2 separate regions of the Bicyclus anynana genome follow, and region 2 is linked to region 1. The links are chromatin contacts, called in public Hi-C maps. All regions are on one chromosome and are shown on one strand. Each heading gives the region's core, a stretch centred on a gene start, on an enhancer-like site or on the middle of the called end of the contact. The rest is flanking DNA. Distances are from core to core; before and after follow the strand shown.

What was found. A called contact is a pair of places that touch in the nucleus more often than the background predicts.
Region 2: a Hi-C map of whole larva shows a contact between it and region 1, with 2.6 times the contacts expected there. The contact joins two enhancer-like sites. A contact is called at or near these places in 2 of 2 Hi-C or Micro-C datasets (whole body and whole larva).

Annotation. Positions count from the first base shown.
Region 1 is chr22:4,638,438-4,641,137 of ilBicAnyn1.1, forward strand. All of the region lies in intron 9 of LOC112046846 (klarsicht protein), which reads right to left. Among protein-coding and RNA genes, the nearest start is that of LOC112046865, 3.4 kb to the right of the region's middle. Within about 2 kb of position 1,299, at least 5 of the 8 cell types and tissues checked have open chromatin away from gene starts, as enhancers often do.
Region 2 is chr22:4,725,127-4,727,826 of ilBicAnyn1.1, forward strand. All of the region lies in intron 9 of LOC112046846 (klarsicht protein), which reads right to left. Among protein-coding and RNA genes, the nearest start is that of LOC112046865, 83 kb to the left of the region's middle. Within about 2 kb of position 1,390, at least 8 of the 8 cell types and tissues checked have open chromatin away from gene starts, as enhancers often do.

The sequences.
Region 1 (2,700 bases), core at 49-2,548:
TGACTAGTGATTGAGACTACCATAAAGGTTAGTATGGCAAACAACTGCGTCTTAACGAAGCCTAACAAAAACTCCGAAGATGTTATTTAGCACAAGCAGTCATGACATAGTCCCCGTGTAATTGGACGTATTTTTTAAACAAAAGAACAATGATATTTCATAATTTTTAATGTGAATTAGTAAATTAAGTTTTCAAATGTTATGTTTACTATAAAAAAAGTAGCATGCGCTAAGGCTTCAGGTTTACATTTCATCATTTTTTTCAGTGGTAAATAGAAGCACTCTACACTTTGTCAAGTCAAAAAATGTGTTAGCAATAAATATTGTATTGGCAACATCTACTGATGAAGTTCCAATTTCAGAGTGAAATCTATGTAGACGAGCTTTGTCCGATCTGGGTGGTGTTACTGCTTAAATTCATAGTTTTTTCGCGAGAAATAGCAAAACAAATCAACTTATTAAGTCTTTTGTTGAAGATTATACCTAAGTTTTGAAAATTTGGCCTTATAATAAATCAGTGCGAAATATGCATCGTGACCGGTTATGGGAAACTGATTGCGATTCCCATAAACGTGAGGTGAGGTTGAACGACAACAGACACTTGATGAGGTGAGCAACAAAAACTGGGAACTCTTTACGAGTAGGTATACACTTAAGGCAGTTGATGAAGCTATTCGTCAAGTTTACAGAAACATGAATGCTCGTTTAAGAAGACGACTGAATACCATAGAAGATAATTAAGATACTAATAATTTATAAAGTTATCAAAAGGAAAAGGTGCTTTGAGAAAGTTAAATAAATGCGAAAATTTAAGGCGCTAATCTATTTATTAAATCTAGTCTACCTAACTGAAGATGTGTTAAATGTGTGTGATTATTGCTTAATGACTTTTATTACTATTAGAATAAGAAATAGGATCAGAATAGCCTATTATTACAATTACCTCATTTACTAATTCACGCAAGATATCACAATAATATAGTTTAAAGAAATGGACAAAGGATAATTTTAGAGATCTAAAATCTAAGTATTTGAACACGAGTAATTTACATATCAATTCAAACAAACATGTAGTGATAGTACTGCAATGTCAAATACATTTTTATACTTGAATAGTAATTACATTGTGCATACAAGGTCGAAGAATCGTAAATGTACGTAGGTATTTTAAAACTGGTCTTTGTTAGCAAATTGAGGAAGCCAACCGAATAAAAAACGACTTCTCGCTACTCCACAGGTCGAAATTATTTAGAATACTTTGTAATTGGTTCAGCCAAGGCTGGCCGTTCTACCGCGGTGGTTCTAAATTGCACAGTTTAGGATAGCTTTGCGTTCAACCACCTTTATCTATGTTTACAACAAGGTCGGGTGACACCATTTGTAACTCCAGAACATTTAAAAGCTAGAGAGAGCTAGATCAAAATGATGTACAAAGTATGTGATTATAGTTTATAATAGAACACTAGCTACTTTTGATTTTGATATTTTTACAGAAACGGGATCTACGTTGGAAAAGAGCTTGATACGATTAGTAAAGACACAAAATTTATTTTTCTTTCGTACATATAGACGACGTTCAATTATTCGTATTCTGTTCCTAATATTTTTATGTAATCATGCGTTGTCATAGTATCACCAAGAAAAGCAGAAGGGAGAACTTGAGGTCATTCCGCATACCTATTCATTTTAATCTGTTGTCCCAGTAGCTTTACCTGCATTTTTGCGTATTTCTTGTACTATTTCATGAACATTTCAACACTCGCATTTGCCTGGCTTCTTTTATTAGTATCTATTACACACATTAGTTCTAACATCACTCACACAATTTTTGAAGATAGATTATGCACAAAATTAGATGTACTCGACGACTCAAAGTAAGAAATCCGAAAATAAATCAATCTCCGTAATCCGCTATTGATTAATATAGATCATTTTACAAGATGTTCGTAGCTCCACACCGCATGTGTTCGTGTCATGACCGACTTGCTCGGTCCCTATTTGGCCGGACCGGTGCCGCTTTCGTCTCATTTAGGGCCGGAATAATATAACATTAAACGGTTTATGCGACATTTGGATTACGCTCGTGGTAATTTATTGATCTGCGATCGTAGTATGACAGATATAGACGTGCCTTAAATTTAATAATGGTATTAGTTAGATTTACAGCTAGCCACTAGCTGTCTCGTTGATTTAGACTCATACCCAAACTATAAATTCGATTAAATTCAAGTTTACCTAAATTATAATGATAATGAGTATTTTAGTTTAGACGACAGGATAAAACGACGGATTGGTGTCTGACCAACTGACAGAAGACATGAACACAGATTTTTACACGCTAGTGAGGATGTTCATCGACAAAAGCCGGTAAAAAACCCGTTGAAGGTGCCGACCTTACCTAGACTTCAGAAATTAAGGAACGATCGCAGAGAGAAAGAGCGAGACAAAGAATGATAATTTTAACGCGCTAATATTCAAGTCCCGGTTTGAAGATAAACTATTTGTAGGATTATAGCGGTTACAGATAATCTAACATTGTTGCTGAAAGCTCACCGATATGAAATAACGTTGTGAAGACCAAGAAAATGATAAACATATTACCTGAATATTCCTGTTTACCTGAATAGACCAAATATATTAGATATGTTATACAAATAATAGAATGATAGAAATATTCAATCAGGTTTTATGTAAACGGTT
Region 2 (2,700 bases), core at 140-2,639, 87 kb after region 1:
AATTGTTACCGTCCTTTCGGTATATGGAAATATATTCAAACTAAAACCTCCAAAGTCAAAACATGCATGTAAACTATAAAGAAAAAAACTTGTTAGGATTCATCGGTCCCATGCCGGTTCGATATTATAAACCATTCCCTACCCATAAAGTATTTTTATAGGCAGGGTTTGTAGCATTCAACTGTATACGGGTGCCTTGTCCACTCAACCATTTCAATAATACTTTGAAAACAAAAACCTTTTCTTACATCTGAATAATATTTCTAAAACAAAACTATATTTAGTTTACGCTATGGCGAATTCACAAGGGAACAGTCAGGCAGGTATAATTAGGCAAATGTATTAAAAATGCTTATTCTGTTTGAAACACGCCAGTAGGTTTTTTTTTATTAATCCTTTAAGTAGGTAGTTGACTCATATAACGAAATTAAATCGCATCAAGGTTCTTTGTTTCTAATGTTATTATTTAATTTATAATTATACACTGTCTACAACGAGAAGTTAACGAGCTTAATAACATGGCAATCTTACGATTTCTTTTGATTCTACAAGAAGTAACCGTAAGACGGTTCTAGTTATTAAAGGAGTAATCTAAATAATACAAGTATTGAAATTATTATCAACAAACAAATCATGAATACAAAATTTCTAGAATAAGAAATATTTTATTCTAAAAGTAGTGGATACCTATTAAACTGTTTTAGTTATAAAAAGGAGCAATTAAAATAATACAAGCAATGAAATTATTACAAAATACTGAATACAAAATTTATAGAACGAAGACTCCGAAATAACGAATTTTAAATTATGTATCGGTATCACCACCGTGACGATAATAGAAAAACACATAAAAACGCTTCAATCTCAACACCCAAAAATTGGGTAATTTGAAACATGATTGCAAGTTTTCGTTAGATAACAGAATTCGTGCTGATGCCGGGTAAAAAAGTTGGCAATGGAGTCACGTTTATGAAATGAAACCAAGCGTGCAACAAGTGGCGAGAAAACAAGCAGCTTCTCTTGGAATCGATTCAACGAGATACTTGTAGACGGACTTCGATCACCTATCTGATTTATTTGCACCCATGTATGGTGTCTCAGTTGTAATAAAACGGTCCTGAACCAATTAGAAGAAGCTTAGTTACTCGAGTGGCGCCAGGAGCAAGCACTTCGTCGAGAAATGTCTAACAAAAAGTGGCAGCAAGTCAACAACTAGGGTTGGCTGTAGCCTGTAACGTAACAAAACACTAATTAGGTGTAATTACGTTTTCAACTACTAAGAGTTATTAATAGCATGGAAACCCGCACATCGTGTTGATTTGACAGGCTTGAAATCGTAATTTAATTTACAACAGTCTACCGACCGACTCAAGGTGCACGAAGGATTTGATTAACCTCGCATCTGAAAGTTGCTGACTGCAATAATGATAAGCCGTCAAGGTGAATCAGTACTGCAACTCGTTAGCCATTTGAAAAAGCATAAAAACATATGAGAAATTACACTTGAATACTCGCACATATATAAGTATGTGTAGTAGAATCGACATTGAACTACTTAAATGACGTGTAAAATAAGAACTACAGGCGAATGTAAATTTAAATGAAATCCTGGAAGACGCTTCAGATTTTGTTTATAAGGAAGGCACCCGCATACACGCTCAGGATAACCACAAACGAATGACCGCACTCGCAAACTGGTTTCCGTGCACTATTATTATTAAGGGCTCGTGCCAATAGACGGGGCGATGCGAGCACCGGCACAAATCTCCAAACAAAGCAAAAGAATAAGAAAGAACATAAAGAGCAGTTAATCGCAACACAATATACCGAAAGGACAAATGCAAGATGCTCCGAAAAATTCACACACTGTTAATCTTCATCGACGATAAAATCAATTGTCATTCGCTCCATGCACATAAGACACATCCAGTAATAAGGCACTGTTTTTGTTTTAAAACTAAATATGGAAATAGTTTGTTAGGAGTTAAAATAAATTCACGAATTGAGCGCAACGGACTGTCTGCTTGAGTCGGCCATGCGCGGAGCCGGCGACTTGCAAACTGTTCCGTTTCATTTCGAACCGAACATCAACGGCCACGCGGGCGCCCTACCTTTCCATCTCCCTCACCAGACGAAAATATACAGCGTGTGAAGGGGACGGCAGCTATGTACGCACCGTGGTCGTGTTATCGCAGGATAAAGTTTACAGCGACGTGAATAGTTTCCTAACACAAGTCAGAGTGAAACGGAACGATGTTTTTTAAGCAGTTAGCAAAACTTTTTAATATGTTGATTATCTGACTGAAACTTTGGTCTTTGACTAAGTTTCGGATTTCTATTTTCGATATCGATACTCACCCCGAACCATATAAATGCCACATGACGACATTTATGTTTGGCCGCAATGCTGACTTTGTTCGACTGAAGATTCTCAGAAGCCGGTTCAAAATAACTGCAGCCAGGAGATCATAATGTAATTATAAATATTTTATAGATCAAGGTCACTGTAAGGATTATAGTAATGGTAGAAGATCTGAATATAACAGACCTTCACCGACCTGACAACCGGATAAAAAGTTCTTATAGATATCAAATTAAATATATCGCCTAAAAAACTGCAGTCAGGGATATGATTATAATGATGTCTGGAATACAGGACTGATTTATTATAAGTAGAAATCAAAAATACCATTATCGGCC